Linked DNA regions of Oncorhynchus kisutch: region 1 is linked to region 2. A link is a contact called in public Hi-C data. All regions are on one chromosome and are shown on one strand. The core of a region is the stretch at or near the end of the contact, and the rest is flanking DNA. Distances in the headings are between cores, read along the strand shown.

Region 1 (6,771 bases), core at 1,191-3,690, 240 kb after region 2:
TCTGTCTCTCTGTCCTTATGTGGTTCAGGTGAGTGAATAATTTACCTCTTTTACATTGTGTTTTTTATAATTGATCTTGATTGATTTGAATTGATTCATCCATTCATGTTCATTCATTCTTTAATTTACAAAACAGGAAGAAGGCCTCCAAATCCACCTCTGACACAAGAGACACAGTAGACAATGGACAGGTGAGTGTTGGAATCAGTTGACTGAGAACTAAAGTGGTCTTTGAAGAGATGGACTCAATGACTGTGGTATTACTTTATTTTTCAACCCTCATGTTGTCTGCCCTCTCTCCTCATCAGCAAGACTCTAGTCCCGTGTATGACAACATCTCAGGCATGGCCATAACCCATACTGCAGCACCGACAGTGGACACAGACAACCAGGATAACGTTCAATATGCCAGCATTCAACACAGAAACCAGGAAGTGCCTGAATACTCCACTGCCCAACCGTCTCAACCCCAGAAACAGGAGGAGGATGTCCAGTACGCTGCTGTGAAATTTAACCACACCAGTGCTGTTGACATGCCAGTAGAGACCACTGGAAACACCAAGTTTTAGTGTAGCTGGTGAGACATACAAAAGTAAAGAGAAATAAGCCAATCGTTATGGACGAATTGTAGGGATATTTTCCAACTATTCTTCTTGTATAATATGTTTGCTCCAAAAATGCATTTCTTGTAAAACTTCACTGATGTTTTGGTAGTTAGAAAGAGGCCTCATGAAGACAGGACGTCAGCTCTGCATCCCAATTTTAGTCCCTCAGTACTTCTAGTTGGTGTCAACCACAGACATCACATTATTATTATTTCGCACTGTCAGTAGGTCCCCTTCCACACCTGGCGACATTAATTTGCTACATCACTACACCCTAGTTACACCTCCACACCTGGTGACATTAACCAGGGTGTAGTGCTGTAGTAAATGAATGTCACCAGGTGTTGAGATGGAGGTGTAACCAGGGTGTAGTGCTGTAGTAAATGAATGTCACCAGGTGTTGAGATGGAGGTGTAACCAGGGTGTAGTGCTGTAGTAAATGAATGTCACCAGGTGTGAAGGTGGAGGTGTAACCAGGATGTAGTAATGTAGTAAATGAATGTCACCAGGTGTGGAGGTGTAACCAGGGTGTAGTGATGTAGTAAACACTGTCTGTGTGGGTGGACCATTTCAGTTTGTCTGTGATGTGCACGGCGAGGAACTTAACTTTCCACCTTCTCCACTACTGTCCCGTCGATGTGGATAGGGGGCTGCTCCCTCGGCTGTTTCCTGAAATCCACGATCATCTCCTTTGTTTTGTTGACATTGAGTGTGAGGTTATTTTACTGACACTACACTCCGAGGGCCCTCACCTCCTCCCTGTCGGTGTTGATCTTCAGGATCTTCAGGATCTGTGCTACCACTAGGGAAAAAAGGGGAATCCCAGTATTACACATACAATGAACATAGATAACTCTGGAATAGGATCAAATCTGATTTGTACCGTACATTACTATACATTCATTTGTCCTTTATCAAGCCACAAAAGTAAGTGATCTATCCTATTATATATCAAAGGCTAATCCAAAATGAGAAGACATGGTCCCTTTGTCTGTTCATATCTGGCCGCCCTGATTCCTGTACCTTTTTCCTTGATGCACTGACCGCTGTCATCACTGCCCTCGTTCTCCTTACTGGAAAAACGTCACATTCTTCTCAGGGATCTGGGCATAGATCTGAAGCTAGCAGAGTCAATACTGTGAGTGTTTGTTTATTTTTAGTTCCCTCATATTAAGTTCATATCAAAGCAATCTGTTGTTACAGCCTGCCGATCAAATTGACAGAGGGGTGGACATTCTGAACCTTGTTTGAGGTCAGTAGGTCACATGACCAAGGAGCTATTGAAATTAGAAACATTGAAAAACATTGAAAAATTGCATGAGATGAAAATAGACAAACTAAAGGGTCTGCAATGTGTAGGGCCGCTGAGTGTACATTCTTTAAAGTCAGTATGACCAAGGAGCTATTGAAATTATGAATTTTAAAACATTTATGAAAAACCGTGTGAGATGAAAATGGACAAACTAAAGGGTGTGCAATGTGTAGGCCCACTGAGTGGACATTCTGAACCTTGTTTGAGTCAAATAGGTCACATGACCAAGGAGCTATTGAAATTCGAATGTAGAAAAAGTTTAACATTGCTTACGCTCCCTAACTAATTAATCTAGGAATACAAAATTCTGCTTGCTCACATTTCCACATGTTTATTAGCTTTGGAAAGCGAATGAATGTCCAAATCGTGAAAATAAGACCTGTGCAATGTTGTGCGCAATTTGTCCAAAATCATGACACTTATTTGGAGTCTGTGGCTCAAGTGGTTTGAAAGCGCGAATATCCGTCGAATATCCAATTTAAAACTGGCTTTACCTCGGTGGAGAACCGATTAACTTTCTTGTTCACTAATACTTCAAATTCCTTGAAGTCACGAGGTTAAAATCAAAAGTGAAAGTTATTTTATGCACTATACAGGGCGCAACCATCTGGGCTCGACACAACATATTAGCACGGATTTTCCATAATAACCGAAATAAAAAAAGACACTAGCACGATTTCAGAGTGTGGAATCTCAGAATCCTCGTTCCCCTGAGACACGAACTGTCACTTCAACAGGACAGGTGAGCAATCAAAGTTTCTGAAATAAGAGTCATACAAGTATGATCACGCTTCAATCAATATAGGTCGACCTAATTTTCTGAATAATGACGGAAAAAACACTGATTTTGGAGGGTCTGCCAGACGACCTAGACAAAATTAGATCCAAGTTGGATTTGTACTTCAAAAACAAAAGGAGGTCTGGAGGAGAGGTATTACAAATTCAAGACTATCCTGGGGACAAGAAGAAGGCTCTGCTCGTTTACCTCGAAGATGCATGTAATTATAAAAATATTTTGAAATCAAAATATGTACATACTGTCAATTTAGACACATAATCTGATTGTGAATACATTAGCCTAATTATACAGTTTATCTATTGTGCTCCGGCCTATATCTGAAGTATTGTGATAAACAGTTAATGTAAAGTATTTTGACAAACATCTGAGGCACCAAGATTGTGTTCAGTAATGTAATGTCTTAGGAGCCAAAACAGCAGAATCTGGTTTTGTACAATGGGTTAATTTGGCAGAGACTACATATACTGTACCTAATGATGGTATTTTATCATATCCCCAGCTCTGCAGAAAGTGTTGGCTAAAAGAGATCATAAGATAGATTTTAAAAAACCCATTGGGGTGGTTGAGCTTCAAGTGGAACTGAAAGAGAATGGCGGTGAAACAAAAGTGAAGAATGTTAAACCACCTCTCTTACCAAAAAGAGACAATCTGACTCTTGTGGGAAAATCTGCACTCAACACCGAAGAGAAGGTGATTCTTTGTTTATTTGTTATATTGCATCAAGTTTGCCATATTACAATATTTTGACATGTGTTTTTCTGTGCTTGTCTTTATCTGTGATGTAGCAGCCAGTGTCAGACAGTCAAGCAGGTAAGACTGATATTCATAAAGACACTTATTCATCAATGTATAACATCAGTATGGGAATCATATTCATGTTAATGCTCTCTCTCTCTCTCTCTGTGTGTGTGTGTTTCTGTTTATTTTTCAGATTCAGGGGAGGATAAGGATATTAAAGCAAACACACATACACTGCTTGTTAGAACCACAAAGGAACTTGAAAAGGAGCTCCTTAAATTGTATTTTGACCAGTTTGCATCGGAAGAAGAAGGGGCCAGCATTACAAGACATGGCAAGAATAGCTGGATCCTCAAACTGTCCTTTCAGTCAGGTAAGGAGTTTTTTTTTTACATAGACTTATATAATTTAAATATTCTTTCCTCCAATTCATATTATATGATTTACTGTATATGATTTACTGTATTATTAACCACACACTTGGATTTATTTTACTGTAATCAGTGTACATTTCCACTTTGTACCTGTTGGAATAAACACTGTAATTAGATCTGCCATACTTGTTTATCATTCAGAAGTTGCTTTGCTATGACTGTAAAATGGAATGTCTCATCATAGCTGGGAATATGGATCATGAGGAAATGCTTCCTTCCCAGTCACAAGAACACAATGGCTGCTATTTGAGTCTTTGCATTTTAGAGAATTTACATTGTTACATTACATGTCATCTACTTATATCAACAGGTGAACATCATATGAGTTAATTTCTTGAGTCTGTTTGGACAATCATGCCCACCAATAAATTATTTACCTCCTGTCAGATGCAGAGAAAGTCCTTGCCAAGAAGGAGTATCAGTATGGCATTTCTGTGGAGGTGTACAATGACACTGCTGTGGAAGGGAAACTGGACAACAGGCGCTTCGTCCTGACTGGGTTTAATGAGAGCTGCAAGTGCGACATCATCTCTCTGTTCATCGGCAGCTGCAGCCAAGGAGCTGAGCATGCCTGGGAGACCCTGGACGATGGAGACGGAGTAGTGGTCAGTTTCAAACAGAACATTGGTGGGTCCACAGATACATCAAAAACATGTATACACACTATCTCTAATATTACGCCATTAAGTGACCAAAAAGCGGCATACAATACTAATCTAACTATTAACATTTTATGTTACGCAGACATAAAGTCCTTCCTTAGGAAATGTTCATCAAAGAAGTACCAGGGCATGGAGATCGGGGCGTGTCATTTAGAGCTGACAGACTCTGTGCTTGTCCAGGGGGACATGAGCCAAATCAAAGGAGGAGTGGAGGAGGCCCTCAATCTCTACTTCTCTAGCAAAAGGAGCAAAGGAGGAGATATCAAGTCCCAGATCTGGGTTACCAAGGGCAAGAGCATGGTCATCACCTTTGAAGACTGTCATGGTAGGCCCCTTTTCAATTACATTATCCTCTAGAAATAGGATGACGTTTTAAGCTAACCTGTTCAGTAAATAATTCTGCCCTCTGTTCTCCTTATTTCAGTTGCCTATCAGGTTGCGGAACACAAGCATCATTTCGGTGGGGTGGACCTCATAGCTCAGCTATTCTACTCCAGTCTGCAGAAGGCGTTAACAGGGCAAACAGCCCTCCAATCAGACATCCCTTCTAACATAGCCCTTTGTCTCAGTTCAGCACTTTTCAACTTCATTAAATGTGATGAAGCCCGCAAGCAGGATTTAACAACTGGACTACGTAAGGTCAATGCTAGCGTCTCCTTCAATATGATCACAGAACCCCCACAGATGGAGCTGGATATGACCATGGAGAAGGAGTCCTTGGGCATGCTCAGACTGGGCCCTAAATGGGGAAGAATTGCCCAGAGAGAGGCTCTGGCCTTGCTAGAGAAATACAAAGAGGTTCAGCTGCCCATAGCGGTGGAGGTCTGGGAAAGGGTTGAGAATAGTTGTCTTGGTCTCAAATCCTCTGATGCCATCATCTCTTACAAGAAGAGCAATGGTGAGATTGTGGTGGTAGGAGTGCAGAATGAGGTGAAGACCCTTGTGGAGAAGATTGAGCACATGGTGAAGAAGGTCAGTGATGAGCTTCAGATGGAGAGGAACACAATAGTAAGAAAAATCTCACTGGACTCCAAAGAGAAGTTTGAGATCATCTGGGAACTTGTCTCTGGCAAACTAGTGGACGTGGAGTTTTCCAAAGATGAAGAAAGCTTCATTATATGTCTAAAGGGTTTGGAGAACAAGGTTAGTACCGCAGAAGGTGTTGTCCATGAGGCAATAGGGAATGTTGAAACCAGACTGCTTAATAATGTATCAGTGCCTTTGATGGAGTTCTTGAAATCTCTGGACCTGAAAAAGTTTGAGAGGAAGCATTTTGCCCAGAACCACATATCGTCTGTATTCCTCCTTAGTGATGGTTCCATCCAGATCCTTGCAGAAAGAGCTGACATCCAGAGAGCTGAAGACACATTACATGAGGTCATCAAAGAGGAAGTCATCAAACTCACACCAGACCAAGCCCATGTGACCAATGGCGAACAATGGGCACAGTTCTTTGCCATACTTAATGGAGACCTCAAATTCACCAAGAACAACCACAATGTCAGCATCTCCGTAACACAGGAGAAGATTGGAGTCTGTGGATTCTCCAGTGTGGTGGCAGATGTGGCAGGGAAGTTGAGGGGATACCTGGACAACAAGAAGCCGGAAACAGTGGATGTCTCTCTCAAATCAGTCCAGGAAGTAGAGTTTGTGGCCTCTTGCATGAACCTCTCAGAGGTCCCTGAAATCAAGGCTCTGGGCGTGACTATACTGCCATGCAAAACACTAGGATCTCCTTGTCTGAAGATCACGGCAGCGAGTGATAAAATCAAAGAGGCCGTAGATGCAGTGAAACAGCAGGTCAGTACAATTACAATGGAGAGGTACACATACTCCAAGGCCGGGGAGTCCAAAGTCCTAGAGAAAAACCAAGCGGATCTGCAGGCTAAGTTCAAGGATTTAGGGTGCAAACTCTACCTATCACCAGTGATTACCCACTGTCAGAAATGCAGATACAACATTGAAGGTTGCGTCACTTTAACTGTTGGTCAGGGTAACATCTCCCAACATGCTGCAGATGCTTTGATCTGCCCTCTGAGCAGCAGTCTGTCCTTTGATACTCCGATCGCTAAGCAGTTCCTTCAGATTGGTGGGCCTGATATCACAAAGGTGTTTGACAAGTTCCTGAAGGAGAGGCAGACTCTACAGCCAGGAGATGTGGTCTTGTCCAACCCAGGCACCCTTGGAGCTCAGCATCTCATCTATGCAGTGCTTCCAGTAT
Region 2 (6,807 bases), core at 4,226-6,725:
TTAGTTCCCTTGCAGCTTCTTCATGATAAGGCTATGGGGAGGTGCGCTGGTGAAAACTGTCCCCACGAAAACATGCGTCCCCCACAATGCATGGCGGATGACTTTGCAGCAGCCCAAGTCCTCGATGCTGAAGCCCAGGTTACGGTACCTCTCGTCGGTCTCAAACAGTGTGTTGTTGGTGTACGACCCAAAGAACTGGAGGAAACAAACACATGGGAAAAGATCAGAATACTGCTTGTTTTGATAAGATTTAAGTTGAACAAATATAAATCCATTTAAAATCGTCAAGAAGACCACACAACTGCCATCCCTGTCTCACAACTGTATGTACTGTTCATAAAATATTACAGAAATAACTATTCCTGTAGCATAGTACTAATCTTTAAGCAGCCATTAGTCACTTCTTACTGCCAGGCCTGAGGATGGGTCTATGAAGTCAGCCCAGAAGCCTTCTGTCCTCAGGGCATAACAGATTTCCTTGGCACCGGCAACAAACTGCAACAGAACAACGCAACAACAAATTTACCTTCGACAATTGATTAGATTTTTATTTTCCATTCAAGCATTCCAATTGTGTACTGATACAAACATGTGTAATAGTGACCAACATTCTGATTGTGTTGTTAACTGCAAACGTGTGGAGGTTCCTGCTTGCTATAAGTATATTTTTTCAGATACAAAAAGACACCATCTGTTCAAACACATTGTTATTGGTAATCATGTCACCATCAAAGATGGCAACCCGCAACAAATGCTGTTGTAGAGATCTAGCCTATTGCTGGGATGGGAGAGGAGGGTGCGTGTCAGGGTGTAGTAAATGAGTGCAGTCAAGGGGGTCAGCGGTACAATTAGAGCGATTCTCAACCAAGGGCATGTTAACCAGACGGTGAATAACGCACAATGTCACAAACAAGCCCTGCTCTAACACGCAATGCCCTCACACACACACACTCAAGACTACTAACAGAAGTCTTCTATTGTAATGCTGGGATTGGGAATACGTAATGCACAACCCCATTATCATAAACAAAATAGGTACTTGCTAATACTTAGTCTTTCAGACTCAATGCCTCTATGTACAGTTGAATCCTTTCAATTCCTTAAATGTAGTTCTCAGAGGAAAACAGACTGGGTTAAAATATACATGTGCCATACACCAGCAACTCATAACTCCTTACAACTTCAGACAGTTAAAAAAAAAAAAAAAAAAAAAAGGGTCCGAATTTTCTTCAGTGGTTCTGACAGACAGTTCATGTTGTTCATATGCTATGGGTAAAACTACCCACGGTGTTGTGACACCAACTCACTTTGTCGAGCATCAACTCCCTCTCTTTGTCCACCTCCTCACACCACGCTGTCATGTCGTTCTGAGTTTTCTGGGTCACCGTGACAACCGTCATGCCATTGTTAGGGGCCTCAGGGAACATTGACTCAAAATCTGCAAACACATGGGGAGAACATGCATGGTCAAAAACTATACATGACCATCACACCAAGAGTTATTATGCTCACACATGATGTACATTCCTTTAGTGTTTGAGCCCCCTCTACTGGATACATGTAGAATCTCAACATCAATCTCACAAACACATGAAAAGGTAAACGCTTTCACCTCTTTTTCCCTATCCATTCCCCATTTAAGATGTAGACATAGTAAACACATAGACAAAGTATATCAACAAGTTTGAAAGTATAACAATGTGCCAGATATTGTGTGGAGCATGGTCAGTGTCTGCTTTTACAGTGCATTTGGAAAGTATTCAGACCCCTTGACTTTTTCCACATCTTACACAGCTGTATTTTCAGAGTTTCTCAAATTCTTCTCTGCAGATCCTCTCAAGCTCTGTCAGGTTGGATGGATAGAGTCTCCGCACAAGTATTTTCAGGTCTCTCCAGAGATTTTCGATCGGGTTCAAGTTCGGGCTCTGGCTGGGCCACTCAAGGACATTCGGAGACTTGTCCCGAAGCCACTCCTGCATTGTCTTGGCTGTGTGCTTAGGGTTGGTGTCCTGTTGGAAGGTGTACCTTCGCCCCAGTCTGAATTCCTGAGCATGTTGTCAATGTAATTTGCTCCGTTCATCTTTCCCTCGATCCTGACTAGTCTCCCAGTCCCTGCCGCTGAAAAACATCCCCACAGTATGATGCTGCCACCACCATGCCAGGTTTCTTCCAGACATGGCGTTTGGCAATCAGGCCAAAGAGTTCAATCGTGGCTTCCTTAGACCAGACAATCTTGTTTTCATGGTCAGAGTCCTTTAGGTGCCTTTTGGCAAACTCCAAGCGGGCTGGAATGTGCCTTTAATTGAGGTCTGGCCACTCTACCATATAGGCCTGATTGGTGGAGTGCTGCAGAGATGGTTGTCCTTCTGGAAACTGTCAAAATGATCATCGGGTTCTTGGTCAACTCCCTGACTAAGGCCCTTCTCTCCCGATTGCTCAGTTTGGCCGGGAGGCCAGCTCTAGGAAGAGTCTTGGTGGTTCCAAATTTCTTCAATTTAAGGATGACGGAGGCCACTGTTCTTGGGGACCTTCAACGCTGCTGACATTTTTTTGGTACCCTTCCACATATCTCGGAGCTCTACGGACAATTTCTTTGATCTCATGGCTCGTTTTTGCTCTGACATGCTCTGTCAACTGTGGGATCTTATATAGTCAGGTGTGTGCCTTTCCAAAACATTTTCAATCAATTGAATTTACCACAGGTGGACTCCAATCAAGTTGAAGAAACATCTCAAGAATGATCAATGGAAACAGGATGCACCTGAGCACAATTTCAAGTCTCACAGCAAAGGGTCTGAATACTTATGTAAATAAGGTATTTCTGTTTTTATTCATTTTCAATAATTTCTAAAAACTGTTTTTGCTTTGTCATTATGGGGTATTGTGTGTAGATTGAGGAGGAAAAACATGCATTTAATCAATTTTAGAATGAGGATAACATGTGGGGAATGGGTCTGAATACTTTCTGAATGCACTGTATGTTGTGCATTTTTACAGAAAGTAAGACTGCTCACATAGGGCTATATCTGTTTGGTGAAAGGAAAACAATCATATATACCTTTCTTCAGCAGCTCAGGGCAAGACTGTATTGCACACTCTACATTGGAGTTATCAAAGTACTGTTCTGCTCTGTTGAATATTTGTTCCGGGGGATCAGCCTCTTTCCCCTAAGACAAACAATCATGGAATGTTGCTTAGAAAACCAAAAATATCCCTGAATATTACGCTGCATAATATGCATATGCTTCATTATCACCAGAATAAATGTATGTCAATTGTGAAACCAACCACACTTACTTGGAACTCGCCGACAAATTGGGCAAGAATGAACTCATGCCTCTCGCCGCTGGAGGGAGCAGTGAGCACGTCGGGGACTGTCCGGTGGACTGGGCCATTAATCTTCTGTTCTGCTGTGCCTTCCAGGTGGCAGTCAAAGCCTGAGTTACCTGGCAGTTGGAAGCGCTGGTCCTGAGGCCCGAACGGACCCATACTATCATCTGGCCAAACTGTCCTGGGTCCTGACAATGAGACATCATTTAACAAGAAGTGGATCCAATTATTGAGCCAATTGATTCACACACCTTCTGAATAACAGACAGTTGGTATATGACGTTCACATTCAGGAAACTTCAGTATCATCATTGTGATTAGAGGTCTGCACTTACCAAGGTCAGGGGGTGTGATGGCTACACGAGGCTCATCAGAGCCAGATGATCCAGCACCAGAGAATGTTCTCTGGTTGGTTCCAGCAATCCGCCGGACCAGTACATGAAGCCCTGGCAGGTAAGTCACCAGCCTGGCTCTGCTACAGAGCACCTGAGGAACAGAGAAGGAACATCCCCATCAGGACACACACGACACAAGCATTAAGTGTGTGTGTGTGTGTGACATTGGATTCTGATCAAATCTCGAAGTCTATGTCAAATAGACTTACACTGGCCATCCTGTTGGGCCTCTCCCTCTTCTGTTATTCACTTGCAAAACTGCAAAAGACAAAGTAATAAATTAACCAACTGCACAAATCTCATTGAGATAAATCTCATTAGACACAAAACACTGAAAGTGGGTGCATAAACTGATCATCATCAAGCTAAATATCTCAAAGCTAACAGCAGTTGACTGTCAACAGGCTAACTAGCTGGCTACAAATAATTTGAATCACAATTCAGAATATCGTGTATCTACCTTACCCAGTAGTACCGCCACTTAGTGCTCATTGTCAACTATTTCAGATGACATAGCTGCCACAACATTACATAACAGGGTACAGCAGGACTGTAGGGAATGTTAGCTAGCTAGCTAGCCAGCTAATGTTAGCTAACTAAAAAGTGAGAGCTGTGGTGTATTCATTGGTCAGATTCTGTTGCAAAATGTTTTGCAACAGAAACGGTTTACTCCAAATGCTCTTGCAACATGACGTAAAAGAAGTTAGGTTCTTAAATGGAATTTGTAGTTAATTTTAATGTTATGGCAAAGACAGTAAGTACTGTATGGTTTCCTGACCATTCCAATCTGAATACTCTTTAAAGTGTTTGGCACAAGCTTCACAACTATAAATGATAAATTCTTCCATGCTCTAAAGTTGCGTGAAGTCCACAGGGTTCCTTCCACCTTCTTCCAGCTATGTTTCCCAACAGACCAAATGTTTTGCAACAGAATCCAACTAATGAATACACCCCTGCTCGCTAAACTGCAGTACATTTATTTTCAGTTTACATAGGGACGGCAGGTAGCCTAGTGGTTAGAGCTGACAAGGTAAAAATCTGTCGTTCTGCCCCTGAACAAAGCAGTTAACCCAGTGTTCCCCGATAGGCCGTCATTGCAAATTTGTTCTTAACTGACTTATCTAGTTAAATAAAGGTTAAATACATTTAAAAAATGGGTCAAATATAGCACTATTAGTAGTTAGAGCTAAGTATTTAAAATGAGGCCCTATGATGTGTGTAATCTGCATATAGGGCTAACCCTCCTGAAAGGGAATGTAAAAACGTATATTTTGTTTACATTCATCCCCAATATTGCACTTTTACGACTGTCCCTAAACCACCTGCGCGTCAGAAATCAGCATAATGCCTCCTTCTCTGTTAAGGAAAGTGCTCTCTAACATCATCTGATTCTCAATATATCCTATCATCATCCTATGACTCCATCTGATAGCTATTGACGAGCAAACTCTGAATATCGAAAGTAAAAACAAATTTACTGAGGGGCAAGACCACACAGCTAACGTGCTAGCTAGCTCTACGTTGGCCGATTTATAGTAGTTTAGGCTCTGACAATAAATGTAATATATTTACCTTAATTAAATTCGTTGAAGAATATCCCCTTCTTGCAAACATGAATCAATAAAATACGTTGAAAAGATCAATAGGTCTTATCTGTGTTTATCCTTGACCTAACTTTAGCTCGAATGCCATATATCTGCTTCACCTTTCGTTGTGCACATGCGCGCTTACGTGGATAAATGACGGAACCCTACGAGCAACATAAATGGCTTGACGTAACAAGGTTGCAAAAAAGAAATAACATCAAAATTCAGAATCATGTTTGCACACTAGATGTCGTTATATCCCTATCCATGAGTGGCAGCATGTAGCTACAGATTGATGCCAGCAAAGGCAATTCTAAGGAGAGTTTCAGACAAAAATGAATGTGAAAGTTTTCGTCAGTGTTTCTTGTGGCACTGTAATTAGTGGCTAACCTGTATAATGTATAAAATAATCCTCAAACTCCCGTTCAGATGAGAGCTTTGTACCTGAAGAGCAGTGTACCACCTGAGTGGTGCAGCAGTGCTAGAGGTGTACCTACTGACCCTGGTTCGATTCCAGTTGTATCACAACTGTCCGTGATTGGGAGTACCATAGGGTGGCGCCCAGTGTCGTGCAGGTTAGGATTTGGCCGGGGTAGGCTGTCATTGTAAATAAGAATTTGTTCTTAACTGACCTGCCTAGTTAAATAAAGGTAAAAATGTAGAGGTTGCTGTGCTAATGAGGGCATTTGATTAATGAACCGGGTTAACATTAACTTTGGAACGTTCTGATTTGAGAAGGGCGGTCTCTCACCACTTTTAGCCGTTCACGCCCGTTAATCAAACTCCCTCCATGTATTTATTTGAGTGTAAACATTCTGTGGACCAGTCTGTTGAGAACAAATGTTTGTTCTTCAAGTGCAGTCGCATAAACCTTCAAGCGCTATTATGAAACTGGCTCTCATGAGGACCGCCACAGGATAGGAAGACCCAGAGTTACCTCTGCTGCAGAGGATACATTCATTAGAATAACTGCACCTCAGATTGCAGCCCAAATAAATGCTTCACAGAGATCAAGTACAGACACATTTCAACATCAACTGTTCAGAGAAGACTGCATTATTAAGACATTCATGGTTGAATTGCTGCAATGAAACCACTACTAAAGGACACCAATAAGAAGAAGAGACATCCTTGGGCCAAGAAACATGAGCAATGGACATTAGAACAGTGGAAATCTGTCCTATGGTCCAAATTTGAGATTTTTGGTTCCAACCGCTGTGTCTTTGTGAGACGCAGTGTAGGTGAATGGATGATCTCCACGTGTGTGGTTCCCACCATGAAGCATGGAGGAGGAGGTGTGATGGTGTGGGGGTGCTTTGCTGGTGACACTGTCAGTGATGTATTTAGAATTCAAGGCACACTTAACCAGCATGGCTACCACAGGATTCTGCAGTGATATGCCATCCTATCTGGTTTTCGCTTAGTGGGACTATCATTTGATTTTCAACAGGACAATGACCCAAACTCCTGGGTGGCACAGTGGTCTAAGTGCTACC

What was found. Hi-C and Micro-C count contacts between places; a contact is called where the count stands out from the background.
Region 1: a Hi-C map of liver shows a contact between it and region 2, with 5 times the contacts expected there. The contact joins the promoter of LOC109867464 here to the promoter of mmadhcb in region 2. A contact is called at or near these places in 2 of 2 Hi-C or Micro-C datasets (liver and muscle).

Annotation. Positions count from the first base shown.
Region 1 is chrLG2:47,782,380-47,789,150 of Okis_V2, forward strand. It overlaps LOC109867464, which reads left to right and starts at 2,441. Exons shown (of 26, transcript XM_031802138.1): 1 at 2,441-2,915; 2 at 3,216-3,406; 3 at 3,502-3,526; 4 at 3,648-3,827; 5 at 4,276-4,515; 6 at 4,633-4,875; 7 at 4,975-6,771. The coding sequence starts at 2,744.
Region 2 is chrLG2:47,535,883-47,542,689 of Okis_V2, forward strand. It overlaps mmadhcb (metabolism of cobalamin associated Db), which reads right to left and starts at 5,476. Exons shown (of 8, transcript XM_020456618.2): 1 at 5,298-5,476; 2 at 3,935-3,983; 3 at 3,666-3,816; 4 at 3,298-3,518; 5 at 3,059-3,167; 6 at 1,308-1,438; 7 at 409-495; 8 at 1-195. The coding sequence starts at 3,943. The coding sequence ends at 1.